5 separate regions of the Mus musculus genome follow, and all the other regions are linked to region 1. The links are chromatin contacts, called in public ChIA-PET, HiChIP or PLAC-seq, capture Hi-C and promoter capture Hi-C maps. All regions are on one chromosome and are shown on one strand. The core of a region is the stretch at or near the end of the contact, and the rest is flanking DNA. Distances in the headings are between cores, read along the strand shown.

Region 1 (3,709 bases), core at 218-2,717:
TTCCTGAATAACTAGCTACACAACTCCTGGTCATATATCCAAAAAATGCTCCATTATCCCACAAAGACACTTGCTCAACTATGTTCAAAATAGCCTTTTTTTATATAACAAAAGCTGGAAACAACCCAGACGTCCCCCAAGGGAAGAAGATGTGTTACATTTACACAATGAAATATTACTCAGCTATTAAAAACAAGGGCTTCATGAATTTTGCTGGCAAATGGATAGACCTAGAAAATATCATCTTGAGTGAGGTAACCCAGACCCAAAAGGACATACATGATCTGAACTCACTCATAAGTAGTTATTAGCCCAAAAGCTCAGAATACCCATGATACAAGTCACAGACCATATGAAGCTTAACAAGAAGGAGGCCAAAGTGTAGATGGTTCAATCTCACTTAGGAGGAGAAACAAAAAATCATGGGAGTCGGAGGGAGGAAGGGACCTGTGTGATAGAGGGGAGGGGGAGGGAAAAATGGGTGGGCAGGATCAGGTGTGGGAAGAGACAGGAGAGAAGTCCAGAGGGCTAGCTGTATCAACTAACTGCATGCCCCAGAGCTCCTAGGCACTAAACCGCTAATCAAAGTGTATCCACAGATGGGTCCATGGCTCCAGCTGCATGTGTAGTAGAGGACTAACTGCCTCATCCTGCTTCAGTGGGAGGGGAGGCACTTGGTCCAGTAGAGGCTTGACACCCCAGAGAAGGGGGATGTTCTAGGCTCTAGGCTTGAGGCAGGGGTAGGTAGGTGGGTGGGGGAAAGGAAGTGGGGAATGACATGAGGGGTTCATGGAAAGGAGGTGAGGAAGGCAACAACATTTGAAATGTAAATAAATAAAGTAATTAATAATAAAAAAGAAATGTTCTCAACAGTAAAGTTTTGGCGAGGCAAAGAGAAAGTAGACAGGCATAGTAGAGAAAGGTCAAGTACGCCTAGTGATCTTCTGCAGTGAATAGAGTTATATTTGACTGGTGTCCAATGGCACAGCTGAATGGTAGACTTCACACTTCTCATGTACAAAGCTCTGAGTTTGATCCCTGTCACCACACACAATAAAAGTGCCTTACACACACACACACACACACACACACACACACACACACACACACACACACAAGGCCGGGCAGTGGTGGTGCACACCATTAATCCCAGCACTGGGGAGGCAGAGACAGGCAGATTTCTGAGTTCAAGGCCAGCCTGGTCTACAGAGTGAGTTCCAGGATATCCAGGGCTACACAGAGAAACCCTGTTTCAAAAAAGTTACTTTTTGTACCTTGAAATCTAAAATATGTCTCAACTCTGTTTATTTCTTTTACAGTATAACATGCTCCCCCTCCCCCCACCCCGCCGCAGTTTTTCAGTTCCAGATCTAGGTAGGCACCCAATCTCTGGCAGCTTATCAAGTCAGCTGATGTGAAAATCCGCCCACAACTCACAAAATATAGAGGGAAGACAGAGGGGAAAAAGGGGCGGGCTCATTGCTTCAGCAAGAAGATAGTGGTGCAGAGCCTCCCATGCCAGATTGCTTGGAGACAGGAGAAAAACTGTACGTATTTAATGAAATGCTAACTAAACTAAAGTGGGGGAGGCTTCCTCAGGGGAGCTGGATCTTGCTCCTGTTAGCCTGCCATAGTGGGTCTCTATAGATCAGCTGAGGCTGGGGTGGGGTGGACGGTGGGAGCTCTGCTGTGGTCGGAAAGTACCGATGCCACTCTGTGCTTTCTGGTATGGCCAATGTTACTTAAATACGATTGGGAGGAGTGCAACCTTTTGAGTTTGTAAATCAAAGCAGGTGCCCAGATTCCTGGAGGATTGACTGGAGGACCTTGGGGGTGCTCTGGCCCACCCTGCCACCCAGCCCACACCTTAAGTGCCCCTCCTCCACACCTACCTACAACTTTCTTTTCAGGCTCCCACAGCACTCCCCCTTCCCCAAACCTCCAAGCTTTTGGAATTTCTCTCTTCCCAAGGACACGGGTATCAGGTAATACTCTTTCTGGCCTTAAATGACTCTTGTGGCATCAGGGAAGGATCAGTTTTTTTCCAGTAGGGTGGGGGTGGGAGATTTATCCCATCTACAAATCCATCTACAGTTTTAGTTCACTGGGTGCTGGGAATGAACCAAGTCCTCTCTCTGCAAGAGCAGCAAGCTCCCTTCCCTGTTGAGCCATGACTTTACCCCCACTTTAATACTTTTGTTTAGGAATAAAATATCAAATTTCTTGAAAAGCAGAGTTCACAATTGTTGTTAGATCAATGGCCTAGTGGCAGCCTGAGGATACCAGGCAAGCTCCTTCAGAGTGGACAGCCTAGCTGCTAAGATGATTGGAAATACTGTTCTGGGAGGTGGGGGACAGGTCGAGGAAGAGGGAGACCTAACCATGCCTCCCTTCAACCCTAGGGCCCTACTCCATGCCATCCTGTGCACACCTAAAGTACCCTCCTCCACGGCTATCCTGGTCCCTTAAACAGACCCTTAACCAGAGTGTAAAACAGGGTCTTCTTGAGGCAGAGTAGCAGGTATGATTGGCCTGCTGCCTTTGACTGTGAGCTATAGCCAGGTTCCACCAAGTCCCATACTCCTCACAGTAAGCCATAGCACCTGTTGTGTTGGGAAAACTTAGAAAAGTAAAGATTTCCTTTGTTCTTCAGACTTTTCTATGGGTTAAAAATGGCAGCCAGGTCCTCACAGCACAGGCCAAGGGACATAAAGCAACTGAATTTGGTGAAAGTTACTGTATCTGCTGTCTCACAGTGGTCTCTCTAGAAGCCACCGCAGCTTCTCTAATGTTTTCACCTCCTCTGACTCATACCCAAAGAGAAAGGTCGTGAGTAATACTACTGTTTCTCAGATAAGCCATGTGCTTCTGAGGGCTAGTAGTCTAGATGAACACCAGAGGGCCTTAAGAGAGTCCATGACTGAGCAATAAAATGGTGAGGTTCTAAAATGGCGACTTTTTTCATCACCTTCCGGACCTGAGAACAAATCTTGGCTACTTAAAACAAGTCTGTGCAGCCTTTCTCCTCTCATTGGTGCCCCTGCCAGTGAGCAAATCCAAACAGTTCAAGGCCAGAGCAGGATGTGGTTTTTGATTGACACAGTAAGATGAACGAACTTGCTCTTTGTTTCATTATGGTGAATATATTCAAAACCCCTTGGGCTAGCTTTAGAATTACGGTACGTTATTGTGAGCAGTATTCATCCTACTGTGCCTTTGAACACCAGATCTGATATCACTTTAAAGAAATTATTATCTGTTCTGTCTCTACTCCCCACAGCCCCTGGTAAGAGATATTTTTACTTGCTTGTGTGTTTACAATAGCCAGCACATGGAACACACTAGTAGGCTTCTCTGATGACTTAATAAGCCAACTCGAGCTGAATTAAAAGTAGAAAAGCATATTTATTTCAGAACAGTTCCAGGGCAAGGTCACCAGTCTCAGGGCACAAGGTGGAAGTCCTGCCCAGGCTATGGCAGGGAAGGTGTTTTTATAGATTGTTGGTGAAGGAAAATGACCTGTCTGCCACAAGCTGGGCTTGAGTCCCAGCGTGGTCACCTAGGCTGGGGACAAGGTTGCTACAGCTACCATGAATGTGGAACTGGGCTTTGGGTGCCAGGGCTGGGGTGGTGGGAGGTGTGGGGTATGGGCCAAGTCGGAGGCTCCAACCAAACAGACATCAGCATCTATCAGTGGATGAGTGTGGAA
Region 2 (3,747 bases), core at 1,043-3,542, 430 kb after region 1:
CTCAGAAATAATAAAAATAAATTGTTCATTGGAGGAACTGGAAGAAGTTTCATAGAGTGGGATTACATCTGAGGAATGAGACAGGAGACAGAAACATAACAAAGCCTTTTTTTTTTTTAACAGCCATTCAAAATAAGGCAAGAAAATAGTTCCAGTGTTGCAAAACTAGTGGTTAACTGTGATCAGAATCTTAGTTTTGGAAGCATCATCCAGGCTGATTGACATAGGATATCTAAAGCAATTTGTCCTCTTTCTCAGTTGAAACAGGGATTCCTGACTTGGTTACAGAAAAGAATTTTAAAGGAACAACTATGAAGCTGAGCTAAAATTTATTAGAATAAAATCTTAAGATTGATTAAAGCACAGACATTAATAGAGAGGTGCCCAGAGAAAGGATAAGATGCACTCAAGTGTCAATGTGAACATTCTCAGGGCTTACTACCCTTAGGTACCATAGCAGCAGACTCACATATGCTTTTGGTGGCTCAAGGTGTATCTCAAAAATGTGTTAAGTAACTTTTTCCACTGGTAAATGAGAGTGTAGGCTGGCTCTGGAGGTGCATTGGATAGGATCACACTAAGATAAAACTAAAGGTCACAAAGTCTCTTAAAGGACTGCTATACAACTGAAGTTTCAGATCTGGGAAAGGGATTAGGCTGTATTTGATAGTCATACTCAACTAAGTGTTGAGCCTAACTCATTACCATTTTGACATTATTTGAAACGCCCGTGTATAAGAAGGATACTGTCTATATGATATGAAAAAAACCTTCACAGAGAATGTTAACTGTGCTGGAAATTCTTGACCCTGCAAACAATTCCGCAGCTGCTCAGAGCCTTCAACCAGATTCTTGCAAGGGGCCCCTTTCCCTTCCCACATCTCCTTCATTTTCCTTGCCTTTCTATCCTGTCTCAAAATGCTTGGTACATATGGAATTCTGGAAGACAAGATGTTTATGTTTTATAGAGATAAGTTGAATGATACTCACCGTCTCATCCTCCAATGGTGTTAAGTAGCAAGTAGAGATGTTGGACATCTCTATTTGCCTGCAACTGTCTCTCTCGGCCTTGCGTGTTGGTATTAGGAACCCATTTTAAATTGTCATCCTGTATCAAATCTCCACATGTGACTTTTTTTTTTTTTTTCTGGAGAACTTGACCTGCAGTGAGGAGAAATATTGAGGAACAGCCTAACAAACAGTGAGCTGTTACCTGTGAAAGGCTCATTTTTGCATGATGATGTCATCTTTACTCCCTGATAGCAATTACCAAAGGCTGCCACAGAGGAGTGCTGAACTTTCCTCAACCTAAAAACCTCAATAACAGTTACTTCTTCCATCCTGTGAACCTAGAACTTGGAGATAATTGCCCTAAATGTTTTCATTCTTCAACATACAAATGATAGTGAACATTTTCTGTGAATCCTATCACATTTATAGAAATCACCAATGTCTCAGGCAAACGAAAAACAAGAAATGCTATTTAACATGATGAGCACACATGGATTTTAATTTATCTCATCAGCAACATCACCTGTCTATTTTAAGGTAAAAAACCTTGAACTGAGGAAGGGCATGATCTCATCGGCAGCCTCTACTGGCTCTAATGTATGCATCATAATTTTTGTCTTAAAGAGAAATAGCAAAAAAGATACTAAAAGGGGAAATTTTCTTAATCTGACTATGATAGCTAAAGTGGTGTGTGTGTGTTTATTGACTTGACTGATGGTTGTACTGAGCAGAGTGTGTGATTCAGTGATTGAATAAGTGAGCATTTCACACCCAAGACTACAATAGAGTGTACTAATATTAAATTAATGCCAACATAGGAACTTTTTTGTTTGTCTGGGTTAAATATAAAAAATCATTATTGTCTTATGTTTCACAAAAAATATTTAAGAGCCAACTCTGAGAGATGAGCCTCCCACAGTGTGTGCCTGCTATGTGTTCCTGTAGACTGATTTTTAAATACAAACATCTCATATACCTTATCCTATCTACAAAGTTCTTGCAAAATGATGGAACTATACAAGGCTATATTAAGGTTGTAGGCATTAACTTAGCAAATAACAAAGTTTGCTAAGCCATTATATAATAAACCATATTTTAACTAATATATGTAAAATCTTTGAAAATTGGAATAACTTTTTTTTCTATGCTGGCTTTAGGAAAATTCACCTTTTACTTTTCATTAAGATTTCAGAACTCATTTATGGTTGAATGAGGATGTAAGCCCTGCCCTATGTGGCTGTTTCCTCTTCAGTCTCTTTTCATTTCACCACAAACGCTATGTCATTTATCAGAAGTTCAGTTAAGTTCTTTTCTTAGAAACAAGAAGTCACAAAACTGAAGGGTACTTTTGGAGGTCTTATGCATTTACATTAAAAAAATTCATTAAAAATTTAAACATATCTGAAGGAGACTATATGTAAGTCTAACCAGATAATACCCTAATACAAAATATATACAAATTCAGCCAATAATTGAATTAATTTAAGACAGTGTTGTGTTTTATAAAAAAGAAAGAAAGAGTCAGGATATGTTTAGTAGAAATGTGGTGAGGTGGAAGGGGAGGGAGGAGAGGGGGAGAGAGAGGGGGGAGGGAGAGGGAGAAGGAAAGGGAGAGGGGGAAGGAGAGGGAGAGGGAAAGGGAGAGGGAGAGGGAGGAAGGAAGGAGGAGGAAGAGGAAGAAGAAGAGGGAGAGAGAGAGAAGGAGGGGGAAGGGGAGGGAGAGGGAGGTTGTCCAGGAACATGTGGAGAGAGGGGGAAGGAGATGAGAGAGGGAGAAAGGGCAGGAAGAGAAGGAGCAGAGAGTAAGAGAATAAGAGTAGTAAGAGGGTAAGAGAGTGAGGAGGGGGCAAACAGCCCCTTTCATAGTAAGCCAGACATACTTGGCTGTTACAATTTTCAAACTGTGGGGTGGAGCCTAGAAGGAATGCTGACAGAATGAGAAAGTTTACAAGGAGTATAGTACAGGTATTAGCGACTGCTGACTGTAATCCTAGGATTACAGATGGGTTATGTAGTTCCAAACCATCTTTGACTGTATAATGAAACTCTGTTTCAACAGAAAACAAACCAAAACCAAAACCAAGTCACAAATGGTATGAGGATGGTTGGGCTTCAGAGATGGCTCAGTTACTAAAAGAACTTAACTTCCCAACACCCATGTTGCTTAGCTCATAATTACCTGCAGCTCCAGCTCCAGGGGGATTTGATGCCTTTGTCCTCTGTGGGCGCCCACACCTGTATGTGCATACTCACAAATGGTCTATATACATATACATAATCTAAAATAATAAAAATAAATCTTAGAAAATAGATTTATTCTATGTGTACCTTTCCTCTTCATGCAGGAATGTTGAATGTCGCCAAAATATTTATTGTGGTGTAAAAATGTGGCCAATGGTTTAATTTCTAACAGAATCTTCATTTCCACCTAGAACCTCCTCATAGTCACAGTTATTCCCATTTCCTTCATCATTCTTGTCTTGTGAGGACTCAAATAAGCAATTATTAGGCTCTGCTTTGCTGCACTGTGAGTTTTCTCCACCAAATTATTCCAGACTTCTGCCAATTGGCTCAAAAATTTGATCCATATTGTCAGGTATAATCATAGCAACCACTCCACTTCAAAGGAAGCTCAAGTTACATAACAGACATTGTGTGGAAAGAAGGAAGAAAAAAAGAAAATAGATGATAAAAGATAGAAAAGTAGATACATAGATAGCTGATAGATAGATAGAT
Region 3 (3,794 bases), core at 275-2,774, 460 kb after region 1:
AAGAGAAAAAGCACCTTATTACTTGCTGAACCCAATAATCACAATCAGAGATTTTTCTAGGAGGAACAACTGTCAGCTTCTTTACCATAGAACTTGAGAAGCTGCTGGGCCCTTTAAAAGCAGCATGGCAGGTAATCAGCCCCTAGCAGGGCTTCTCCAGCTGTGATTGACTCCTAACTATAGGTGCAGGGCTCCAAAGGACAATTAAGACTGCCTTTAAACAAGCTAAATTAAATCAGGGGGTGGGCAGCCAGCACATAAAGTTTTAGCCATTTTTTTCTTTTCAACACTAAACACGAACAACAATCATTCAAACAACGAAACAAAAACAGGTGTAAATTGACACACATGGACAGATTGGTGCACCAAGGACAGACAATAGACAGAGAGGGAAGAGAACTTGATGTCCTAAAGGGACCTAGAACCAGGACTAAGGATATCTCCAGTAGGAGCCAGAGAGGAAGCAGGATGTCTTCTGATTTCCTCCTGTCCCAAGGAGAGCTCTGAAATAGCTTATCTCTTTTGCTAACATGTCCTGGACAGGGGATACCTGCTTTTCTGAAACCTATTCTCTCTCTCTCTCTCTCTCTCTCTCTCTCTCTCTTTCTCATGTCATTTGAATACCATTTCTACTTCTGGGCACCATGGACAGCATAAATCTACTTGTGCTAAGAATTTTTCTAACATCTGTTTTTAAACCCTGCTCCTCTCACCTGATGCAACTCTTGGCTGTGGAGAAATGGCTATATAGAATTCCCCTGTCCCGTTGAGCTGTTACCCCTAGGTGAAGTTGGCTTCGGGTCAACACCTCTTCAGCCCAGCTGTATGCCCTTAATACACCTCCTGCAACAACAGCCTCCCTAAAATAAACTAACTAGTGTTAGCATTAATGTTGTTCATTACTGGGCAGGATACCATTACTTCTTCTGTTTTCTGTGGAGCTCCACTCAAGCCAGTGTTTCTCAGTGCTTCCTCCCACTTCCCCATTTTCAGGCCTCAAGCTATGCACCACCTGTAGCCATCCAGTAGCCACTGAGAACTGGGTTAACCTGAAAGGGGGGCTGGGAATGAAAAGGACTATGGGCTGCAAGAAAAGGATGAAGCCAAGATCAAGGCAAAGTTTAATTCTGCAGCTCCAGGTAAAAAGGGAAGACCACAAAACCCAACCTTTGTTTAGGCTGTATTATGTTGCAAAGCAAGCTCAGTGAGCTTATTTCAGGAACTTGCAGGTGCAGCAAGGCGATAACTCCACTTGAGCCTGCTCAAGGTTGGGGGAAGGGCATGGTGGTGCACCAGGGAGCATTTGAGATTTGAATCACTCCGATTATTTCCCTGTTTCAGAGTTTAATCATATGCTGTTTCTGCACTGTGTGGTAGGAGCAAATTGCGCAACTCGTATGAAGCTAATATTATCCAAGCACAGTTTAAAAAATTACCTTATGTAAAGAAAAAGGAAGAAATATGAGGAAGAAAAGTGTTCCTCTTTCAATCTTATTTATTCTTGTCTGAGGCAATAAACTGACTGTGGCTCATAGACACATATTTGAGAGTCTGGCATAGTGGTTTTTCAAAAGGAAATTTGAGCTTGTGAGGTTAGCCACAGTTTACAGAGGGTTGAAAGTCTAGGTAGGCTTACTTAACTGTCAGCCCTCTCACCTTTTTCGAAGGACATTTTCTGGAGCCTTCTTTGAATATTCATCAATGTCTGAAGAAATTGTTTATGCAAATCTCAAAATCCAGGACCCTGATAAAAAAGAAGAAACCCAGAAGTCTGACAAATGTGGGGGAAAAGGTAAGATTTTGAGCCATGGATGAGATGGCAGTGACCACAGATTCATGCAATGTGAATTTTTAATTTTTATTTCTTTAAATTTTAATATGCCATATGAATTTTTGTTCAGCCTTTCATTTAAACCCCAAATAACAAAGTGATTAAAAATAATTTTTTTCTTTAAAGCATAAGGTATTTCTTTAAGCCATTGTAATACAACATTGTATTTTACATTTTTAATATTAAATTAAATTGAGGTATGTGGAAAGAGATTGTATTTTCAAATGACAGTGTTTTATTGTGAAGGTTTTGTTTTGTTTTGGTGTGTGTGTGTGTGTGTGTGTGTGTGTGTGTGTGTGTGTGTGTGTGTGAAGCCATGGAATTAGGACTATACCTTATTCAGGAAAGTCATGGGCTTATATGTTCTTGCTAGATTTTTGAACGCAAACTGCTTGAAGTGTAGGAGAAAGACAAAGAAGGGGAGAACATTTTTTATTTTTAAATCTGGCTTCTCTCCTCATTGTTCATGGAGCTTGCTCTGATCCAGATCTTCAGGAGTTTCCATATTTTATCCTAGCATTCAAATCTCTACTCTTTGTCTTAAATTTAGGTTAAATTTAATCTGTGTATGTGTGTGCATATGTGTATGAACATGTATGAGTGTGTGTGTGTGTGTGTGTGTGTGTGTGTGTGTGTGCACGCGCATATGTGTACGTGTGTGTATATGTGTGCTTGTGCCACAGTGCTTGTGTGGCAGCCTGAGGACAGTTTGAGGAGACAGTCCTCTCCTTGCATCATGTGAACCACCAGGAATTTCCCTTAGGTTATAAGGCTTGCAAAGCAAGTACAGTTAGGCCCTGAGCTACTTCTGAGTCATGTCTCTACCTCATTGCTGTGCCTTTCTGCTGTTTTTATATTGCTGAGCATTCCATTTTAAGATTGCTCTTTTGGTAGATCTAAGGGAGTGGTTCTCTAATCTCAGATATCCAGTAAGATTGGAAGTTCAAGGCCTACTTGGGCTATGAGAGAGTTCAGAGTCAACCTGTGCAGTCAGTTAAGTGAGATCCTGTCTCAAAATAAGAGGTAAGAAGAGAGCTGAGGATACAGCTGAGTGCTAAAGCACTCATTTAGCATATTCAAGGCTCTACTCTCAATACAATATAACACAACATGACATACTCAGCACAACACCCAAAACATATCAAAACCTACAGGAAATTCCTTCACACTGTGCATTCTCTGTGACACATCCCCCTGGTTTTCACTATCCCTGTGGCTGAGCTGGTTTTGTTCTTCTGCTTGTCCTGGCTTGATTGTGTTCTTTGATGGAGCACTGGAGGGCTCTTCCTAGGTCTCTTGCTCTAGTGTCACTCTACATGCATTTCTAAGTTATCTCGTGGCTTTCACTCTCAAGTTCCTATCTATCTATCTATCTATCTATCTATCTATCTATCTATCTATCTATCTATCTATCATCTACCTATCTCTATCATCTCTATATATCTATTACCTATGTATCTATCATTTCTCTATTAATCAGTCATTTTGCACTTTGTTTCCTGTCCTTTAAAATGCGTCTAGATGACAACAAAAACACACACACCTTACTACTCTGTTTTATTAGTAGCCACAGTAGTGTCTAGTACCTAAATGGCACAGATCTGATAACTTTTAAATAACTGAATATATATATATATATATATATATATATATATATATATATATGTTATATATAAATGAGAAAATAATTATAACAAAAGATAGACTATGAGTTTGTATTTCAAACCTCAGATAATGACTGGAACATTTATAGTATTTTCACTAACAATAATTTTCCAAAATATTAAGAAATTAAATTTTATATTTTATATGTCACTTTGTGAGACTTCACAACATTGTTATGCTATCATCTGTTGATATAAACCACATTTCAGGAGCAGAGTAAGAGCATTAGGTTAGTCTTGAGTTACTTTCTTGAAACAATCTTTTTATGTATTCGTACACGGGGATAATTTAAATCATG
Region 4 (4,086 bases), core at 882-3,381, 320 kb after region 1:
TCTGAACAGATCCTTAATGTCAAAAGTTGGGAGAAAGAAGCAAATCTCCTTTCTAAATGGCGTTACCACAACTCTAGCCATGTGCCCCCTTCCTTCACATTGCGACTTCCTACAGAGCAATCGGGCCACAGGTCATAGAATCTCAAATGGCATTGGGTTGGGTGAATACCTTGTGAATACAGTTCTCACAAGGCCCAATTTCATCTTCAGTACTGAAAACTTCATTTATACTGTATCAGTTATTGGACATAGGGATGCATGTGGAACTAATCAGGACAACTTGACTCGGACATCACATTTACACAGTTACGTGGAGTTATTTTTAGTCTTCCTTCTTTTGATAATGTGTGTTTAATTAAGCTTCTGTAATGTCTCAGACATATTCGCTTCACTTCTATCTCTTTGAAACTTCCTTAAACTGGAAGGTATTTTCTCAACCTTATAAATTACTTTCCTATTTAGCTGACACCTACAGATATTTCAGCTGTAAATCATACTAGTACTTCCTAACCCAAGTTCTTGACTCTGAATTTTCTTCTATCAGTACTCACAGAGAAAATTATTGCCTTTTCTGACTTCTCAGAACAAGCCAAAAACAAGTGTGATTTTCAGTTTCAGGTGACCCTCATACAGGGTAACTGTGGCCCTCCTGGCACCGTGGCTGGTAACAATCTAGAGGTGAGTGGATGTTAAGTGATTATTCATATCTTTATAACCCCATGACTCATTTACAGGTAACTTTTAACATAAGAACTATATTAGTAAGGTAGAAACCGAAAGATTTTAAACTAGTTGAGCCCTTGGCAGTAAGTTTTGACCTTTGTTCGTCTTACTTTTTCTTGTTTTTACAGAAGTTTCCAGCAGATCATTTGACTATATCTTCTTCCACTTTCGGGGAACTTAGACATATTAACCTCTTGCCCAAAAGCTCATCTGGAAGGCGAAACTATTAGTCTCAGCTTCATTGGCTAAATTAGAACATTTACTGAAATGTGTCATTACTATGTCTGGAGTGCAGTGAGTGGCTAACAGTAAGCTGAAGTTTTATGTTGTCTCAAAAGAAGGTGTCTCAGTGGTGGGTTGTCCATTAACCTGGCTTTCTGTTTGGGGATTTTTAATTTTTATTTTATTTTTCTGTCACAGGGGTAAGAAGCTGTGAGCTGCCAGTCAATACAATGTTGATTGCCTATTTTGTTGTATTTTAGAACCATTAAGCATTGAGCTGGCCCAAGGGTCAGGACCCTGGATGCAGGGGAAAGGAGTGTCTAAGTTACTCCTGGCATCAGCTCCTATGAAGGTCCACCAGAGAAGTAGAATTTATTTATTTAATTAAAAATTTTTTTTTCGAGACAGGGTTTCTTTGGAGAAGTAGAATTTCTACATAAAAGCTAATGGAAATTATTGTGGGGTATCCAACAGAGAACACTGCCTGGATTAAAATTTAAGCCAATAGAAATCTTTATCAGCTGGCTGGAGAGCATACTTGGTATTCAGGATCCCAGTGTACCACCAAGCCTTTATGAAAAAAAAAAAATCCCGGGTTGACACACTTCAGTTAACAAGCACATTTAGTCAGAAGCAGAATTAAAGAAGTAAAAAAGAGCAAGGTTAGTCATTTAGGGGCATTTCCATCACTATGGACTTTGATGGATCAGGTCTTTGTTTTCATTTTGGCAGGTGGTACCATCTATGTGCTGAGTTTAATGGCCTGAATGGTACTTCAATCATGGAGTCAGTTGTGCCAAGGTCTGGGCACTTGTTACAGAAGCCTAAAAATTAAAAAAAAAAAAAAGTGTAAGAATTGATAGCAATGGGTTTCAAATCAGATTGGTCCCTGCAGAAAGGAGTATTGATATGATATTGGTGCCATGCTGATAAAGAGTAGCCATCAGGCTGAAGCACAAGGAGCCAAGACAGGAGACAATATACAAAATGGTAGGACAAAGATGAATGAATCTAAAAGGAGCAAGAGAAGTTGCAGGAAAGAAAGAGGGTGGCAAGAAAGACATTTTGTCTGGAAAGATAGTAATCACTATATTCTCAAAAGAAAATAGCAAGCCAGACAAGAGCTGTCTGAGTTAAAGAAACAGATGAGCCTTCAGGCAGCCATGGGGCTGGTTACCACATTACAAACAAGGATGTTGGGTTTTTTTTCTTTTCCTGTTTAGTAGATGTGATAAGACGCTGTGGTATAGCAACTGCATTACAGATAACTCAAATTTTCCATCCCTTTGAAAATAACCTTCTTTGTTTTTTATGCTAGCTCGGTAGTCGTGAAGTATGGCGTTTCAAAATATCATGAACTTAATCTCTTTTATCTTAATTATCTTCTTTAGTTAGCTCACAAAATAATGAGATAAATTATGGCATTTCATGCATGTAGATTTCTATGGATGTAGATCATTGTGCTTTGTTGGGATCCACCCTTCTATCAAGCTCCTTTACCTTCTATCATGCTCCCTTTACCTTCCACTGATGACACCTCAACATATATTATACATTCAAGTGTAGATTTTTTTTTTGTGTAACCCTAAACTGGGTTGTTGGGTTGTTATTGTTTTATATATATATATATATAGTTTTATATATATATAACTATATATATAGTTATATATAGTTATGTATATAAAACAATATATATTATATCAATATATAAATTATATATACACATATATACATACACATATATATATTTTCCCCCCTATGGGAGAATGAAGAGTTTTAAGTTTCTTAAGTTAGTTTTATTATTTGCCTTCCTTGGCCATAAGGTGTTTTTGAGGGAACACTTAAGTATATATTCCCCACTTTTTTTGGTGGTTACCATTGATAGGAATGAATTGCAATAATAGAGGGTTATCCTCAAGGATTCTGTGAAATGTACATCTCCCAGAAGACAGTGATACCATTGGAGAAGACTGGGGTGGAGTGAGTCATCTGATTAACATATGAAATAAGCTAGTTGGGAAAAAAAAGAGTAGAAACTAATTTGGGGCTACAGAATAAAGCATGGGAAAGAAAAGCCTGGGGAGTCTCAGGGGAAGGTGGTGCTATATATAAATGACCTATAAGTGTCATGGCTCTGGGGCAAGAGTTTTCAGCCTCAGGCTTCCCCCTCCTTAGTTCTCTAGATCACTTCCATTTTCCAGAGTGACTTTCTCTTCTTTAATAAATCGTCTCAGTTTCTATCACTCACTATCCATGTGCTCACAGTCCACTTCTGTTTAGGACAAAAAAAAAAAAAAAAAAACAAGAAAAGAAAAGAAAAGGAAAGGAAAGGAAAGGAAAGGAAAGGAAAGGAAAGGAAAGGAAAGGAAAGGAAAGACAAGACAAGACAAGACAAGACAAGACAAGACAAGACAAGACAAGACAAGACTGTCAGCAGATGTCCTATGGACTCTGGTCCACACCTACAACAATATTTCATATTGGTTGGTCAGACTTTTTAATAAGTCTTGACTGCTAACAGAATAATACCCCCAAGTTATATACAACAAACTGATAACTTACTTGCAGCATAGAAAATAACTAACTGTGGTGGTTTGAATAAAAATGGCCCCTGTAGGCTCATCTATTTGAATTCTTGGTCACTAGGGAGTGGCAATCCTTGAGAGGGATTAGGAGGTGTGGTCTTGTTGGAGTGGGTGTGGTCTTCTTAGAGAAGTGTGTTACTGGAGGTGGGCATTGGGGTTCAGAAGCCCAAGCTGGGCTCAGTGGCTTTTTCTGCTGCCTGCAGATCCAGATGTAGATTTCTCAATTCTCCAGCACCATTTTTGGTGCATGTCTCCATGTTCCTTGTCATGATGACATGGATTAAACCTCTAAAAATGTAAATCAGTCCTAATTAAATGATTTTTAGTTAGCATTGTTGTGGTCTATTGTGCCAGGAAGCATTTGTGAACCCCAAAAGACCACTAAGGAGCCATCTCCAATGTAATAATATTAGGGTCCCTTTATTACAAGCTCAGGCTTGGGCTCTTCTCCAGCCCAACCCTGACACAGCAGGACAGAAAGGGAAGGTGGAGCAGCCCTGAGCCCTCAGCAGGACAAGTTTTTAATAGGAAAATAGGAGCAAGCAAGAGGGTAAGA
Region 5 (3,825 bases), core at 245-2,744, 350 kb after region 1:
ACTAAGCTTCATTGTTCTTTCTTTCCACAGTGGCTGGATTGTGACCAACTGCTTCAAAGGTCTGCTGCCTTCACTTTCCTCCAGTGATGCACTGTGATGATTTGAATGAGAAAAGCCCCTCATAGGCTCCTGTATATGAACACTTGGTCCCCAGTTGGTGGTGATGTTTAGGGGAGGTTGGGAAACCTTTAGGAGGTATGACCTTGCTACACTTAGTACACAGCTGGCGGTGGGTTGGGCTTGAAGAGTTTTTAGCCAATGAAGGAGAAGACCAAACAAATCAGGCAAGGAGACACACTAATGCACAGGTATTCCCAAAACAGTATGGGACATGAAAATCCATAAGATTATCAAATCATTGGGCCTGTAAAAGTGATACTATATGTTCTTCAAGGAAAATATGGGTGCCCTCCTCAATATCAAATTGAAAACTGTGCCAGTGTAAGAAAAGGGGGAGGGGGAGGCAAGATGCACAGTAAAAACCCCACTGCTTCTTATACTAAGAATTATCTGCTCTATAGACAATTACAGACCTAAGCAAAAGTCCTGAAACGAAGGTATCTGAGATGACTCACTGGGCTTTGCCGGGGCTACTGACCTGGGTACATTCCTGGGCCTCACATTTGACTGACACCGAAAAGTTGATCTCTAACCTTTATATGTACACACACACACACACACACACACACACACACACACACACAGTGAAATTACCAACATGTGTATGTTGAGAACTGGAGGGGCTACTCACCCTGAGAACGGAGAATCAGATGCACGGTGCTGGGAGCAAGAGAGCTGCCTTACTAGTCCGTGCAGTGACTAGCCTGAAAGCCACTGCCTTTTCAATTGTGCCACACCTGCAGATATTATCTACATGCAGCTTAACGCTCAGAAGGAGGGTCTCAACTCTCCCAGTTCTCTCCACTTCCTCCCTGCTAACTCCCCTGCCCCAGCAAAGAACACCTAGAGGGCCGCTCAGCAGTTTAAGAATGCTTGCTGCCCTTTTACCTGAAAATTTTAAGTAGTTCAGACAGCTCACTACCATCTGTTAACCCGAGTGCCGCAGCATTCAGTGCCCTCTGCTGAGCACTGGCGCACCTGCAGGCTTGCACACAGGAAGCTCCTCCCATCCTCTCCCCCTCCCTTCCCTCACACAGGAATGCAAATAAAAATATAACTTTAAAAGAACTCGAAGTGTCAACATCACGGTGTCATAAATAACACCGTGCAGAGCCCTATTTAAAATAAACAACCCTGCGGATTGTAGTGCTGCTCCCGGCTCCCTCAAAGCAAATTCTTTCATATGAAACAACAAAGTCTCATCCAACCGCATCGCTAATAACTAAAACGAAACACAAAACAAGTAAGGAGGGCATTGGTTGGAACCCGTGGGCGTCCCTGCTCCTCAAATAACTCTGAAACTCTTCCCTCAGGTATTCCCACTGTACCGAATCTGGAGATCTAAACTAGTCCTCCCTAGTCAGGTGGCGCCGGCTCCATCTCTGAGTTCTACAGGGCAGGAGCCCCAGCCTGGCAGGGCGGGGAGAGGTGGGGTGGGGCGGCACACGGGTGCCTGTCACAAGTCATATCCCGTGAAATGTGTATGTTAAGCCTCCAATTAAAACAGAAAGAGAAGAAATAATCTATCAAAAATCTAACAGACATCCCATCCCTCAGGAAAACAGTTCCATCTCCAATGGACATAAATTCTAATTAATAAACTTTTTTATTAAAAATAAAATTAATAAATAAAATTAATAAATGTTTCCGAACATCAAGACAAGGTGTGACATCCTTTCCTACCTCCTGTTTGTATCTTCTGCTTGTTGCTTGGCTTGTATCGTCCATAGTCATGACTCAAGCCAAAGATAAACTAAGTTTATAATTATAAGGTGCATTAACACACATCTCTTATTTGTTACCTCCCAGATACTCTTTCTTTTGCAAACATTTATAAGCTACTTTATATTGAAAAGTGGGTCAGGAAAACTAGTGATGTAAAGTGATGAATTTCATTTAACAGTTAATTACAATGAATTGATATAGAAAAGCTACCTCATAACTTATATGATTGTAAATCAATGCCTAAATAATTTCTTTCATGCATATACAACATTTAGTTTATATGATATTTTTCACAGATAGACATTCTATGTCCCCAAAGCTTTAAAGAGCTTTGTGAGAAAATGCTACTATACTGTGACAATTCACAGTTGATATGTAGAGAAAAAAACAAAACAAAACAAACAAACAAAAAAACAAGCCAAAAGAAAGAAAGAAACAAGCAAGCAAACAAACAAGCAAACAAACAAACAAGCAAACAAAAAACCAGACTACTTATCATTTCAGGCTTTAATTCTAGCGAAGTGATGAGATAAATCATTATGCAAGTCACATCAGCTAAAGCACACATAGACTCAGTCAAAACATCAGAGGTGTAAAAAATTCCGTGGCTAAACAAGTCAAACCAACTTTTCAAATCATGTATCAAGCAGCAATCCCTCTATCTAGTTTCTATCACACTGGGGCCGTGAGAACCATCAAGAGACTATTGAAAGAGATTCTCACCTGGACACCGCTTCTCAAAAATTCCATTTCCAGAATCACTGCAGCTACGGGATTCTGTAAGAAAATAGCCACGCTAAGAGCAATAGAAATAGAAATAGAACTATTTGCAGAGAGACACTCACAAAGTCTATTTGTACCCACCTCTCTGCCCATCTTGCATTAGTGTCTGTGTCTGCATGACTTAGAGGTCATTGTGAACTTGCTATCTCTGACTGCTGATGCTCATGCATATAGTTCAAGTATGATGCGTGGTGGTGAGGGTTCAGGTGAGAGATAAAAGACTCAAGATTTAGAGAGGGTTGGAAATACCGTTTCAAATTAGTGTACATGGCAGACGAAGTCACTAGCAAACTGGAAAATATCAGAGATGGGCAAATGTGTGATTCAAAACCAGAAAATCAACAGAGTTGTTAAAGAAGGAGACTGTATTTCTGTATTCTTATAGACTTAAGTGCAAAATCACGGCCCACAGAACCCAAATAGTGGACTCCACTCTTGTTTGATGAACTACTGCATCCCTGCGGGTGTGGTTAGAGTATGATGTAAAGTTACTTTCACAAGTATGTTGTTTTTTTTTTTTCAGATAAAGATCAGTTGATTACTTTCTTCGCATTTGTTATGAAATACTAGTCTTCCATTATGTTGATATACTAGGAACACCTTCATCTTGCTAGCATTGAATGCCAGGAGATCTGCTTGCCTAAGCTATCAGCTGACATTGGGTTTCAAGGTGAGAGACAAAATATGTTTTACTCTAGAATCTGAAACAAAGACATCCATTCTCACATGTTTTCACACTAGACTGGGAGTCCCAGCTCATTGTGAAGAAGAGAAAGACTTCATGGCTTCATATAAGAACAAAAAAAAAAGGGTTATACAGACTGGAAGAGAATGAACTAAAGAATTGCTTTTTTAATTATGAGATTGTTGGAAGGAAGAGAATGTTAACTTATTTATTCTTTTATTAAGTAGTTTCTTGTAGCAGATGACTTGATTGTCCAGGTAGACTACCTTAAAACCAATATAAAGATTTCCCAAAACTAGAAAGGGAAAACTCCAATGTGCAGGGATCAAGGCTAACATTAAGAAGCGAATTGTTTTTTGCATATTAACAGTGGATAATTAGAATTTAATATTTATAAGTGTAATTTACAATAATGCCAAACATTAAAAATGTTTAGACATAAATATATATGATGTATATGTGGTAAACTACAAACTCCTGAAGAGATGTGAAATGATACTAATTTTGTCTAT

Evidence for each region. ChIA-PET counts read pairs in DNA pulled down with a chosen protein or histone mark. HiChIP or PLAC-seq counts read pairs in DNA pulled down with a chosen protein or histone mark. Capture Hi-C pulls out chosen DNA fragments and counts their contacts.
Region 2: a contact with region 1 is called in an H3K4me3 HiChIP or PLAC-seq map of the 230-238 cell line, with 11 read pairs. The contact joins the enhancer-like site here to the promoter of Clec2i in region 1. A contact is called at or near these places in 8 of 39 promoter capture datasets (the C10 cell line, the HPC-7 cell line, cranial neural crest and 5 more), 3 of 115 datasets of contacts at active chromatin or transcription factors (the 230-238 cell line, large pre-B cells and thymic regulatory T cells) and 2 of 9 other capture datasets (adipose tissue and liver).
Region 3: a contact with region 1 is called in a capture Hi-C map of embryonic stem cells, with 4 times the contacts expected there. The contact joins the promoter of Clec12a here to the promoter of Clec2i in region 1. A contact is called at or near these places in 13 of 39 promoter capture datasets (the 3T3-L1 cell line, the C10 cell line, the HPC-7 cell line and 8 more), 3 of 484 Hi-C or Micro-C datasets (B cells, granulocyte-monocyte progenitors and pre-B cells), 7 of 115 datasets of contacts at active chromatin or transcription factors (the 230-238 cell line, DN3 thymocytes, T-cell acute lymphoblastic leukemia and 4 more) and 4 of 9 other capture datasets (adipose tissue, embryonic stem cells, liver and 1 more).
Region 4: a contact with region 1 is called in an RNA polymerase II ChIA-PET map of effector CD8 T cells, with 4 times the contacts expected there. The contact joins the enhancer-like site here to the promoter of Clec2i in region 1. A contact is called at or near these places in 10 of 39 promoter capture datasets (the C10 cell line, the HPC-7 cell line, cranial neural crest and 6 more), 1 of 484 Hi-C or Micro-C datasets (B cells), 7 of 115 datasets of contacts at active chromatin or transcription factors (the 230-238 cell line, CD8 T cells, T-cell acute lymphoblastic leukemia and 3 more) and 2 of 9 other capture datasets (adipose tissue and liver).
Region 5: a promoter capture Hi-C map of liver shows a contact between it and region 1, with 6 times the contacts expected there. The contact joins the promoter of 2310001H17Rik here to the promoter of Clec2i in region 1. A contact is called at or near these places in 14 of 39 promoter capture datasets (the C10 cell line, the HPC-7 cell line, HPC-7-derived erythroid cells and 9 more), 1 of 15 datasets of contacts at CTCF or cohesin (the NIH/3T3 cell line), 6 of 484 Hi-C or Micro-C datasets (B cells, CD4 T cells, DN3 thymocytes and 1 more), 18 of 115 datasets of contacts at active chromatin or transcription factors (the 230-238 cell line, CD8 T cells, DN3 thymocytes and 11 more) and 4 of 9 other capture datasets (adipose tissue, embryonic stem cells, liver and 1 more).

Annotation. Positions count from the first base shown.
Region 1 is chr6:128,886,120-128,889,828 of GRCm38.p6, forward strand. Clec2i (C-type lectin domain family 2, member i) reads left to right here and starts at 1,468. Exons shown (of 6, transcript NM_020257.2): 1 at 1,468-1,547. The coding sequence starts at 1,516. All of the region lies in intron 1 of BC035044 (cDNA sequence BC035044), which reads right to left.
Region 2 is chr6:129,313,604-129,317,350 of GRCm38.p6, forward strand. No RefSeq gene overlaps it. Among named protein-coding and RNA genes, the nearest start is that of Clec2m, 16 kb to the right of the region's middle. Within about 2 kb of position 2,293, at least 39 of the 459 cell types and tissues checked have an H3K27ac peak or open chromatin away from gene starts, as enhancers often do. A contact at or near this core is called in the 230-238 cell line, the HPC-7 cell line, hematopoietic stem and progenitor cells and 1 more, where this site is marked.
Region 3 is chr6:129,348,720-129,352,513 of GRCm38.p6, forward strand. Clec12a (C-type lectin domain family 12, member a) reads left to right here and starts at 1,525. Exons shown (of 6, transcript NM_177686.4): 1 at 1,525-1,792. The coding sequence starts at 1,702.
Region 4 is chr6:129,208,435-129,212,520 of GRCm38.p6, forward strand. It overlaps Gm38906 (a long non-coding RNA gene), which reads left to right. Exons shown (of 4, transcript XR_869480.2): 2 at 613-678. Among named protein-coding and RNA genes, the nearest start is that of Gm38906, 17 kb to the left of the region's middle. Within about 2 kb of position 2,132, at least 78 of the 459 cell types and tissues checked have an H3K27ac peak or open chromatin away from gene starts, as enhancers often do. A contact at or near this core is called in the 230-238 cell line, CD8 T cells, the HPC-7 cell line and 3 more, where this site is marked.
Region 5 is chr6:129,236,988-129,240,812 of GRCm38.p6, forward strand. It overlaps 2310001H17Rik (RIKEN cDNA 2310001H17 gene), which reads right to left and starts at 1,495. Exons shown (of 4, transcript NR_040268.1): 1 at 1,449-1,495; 2 at 752-857.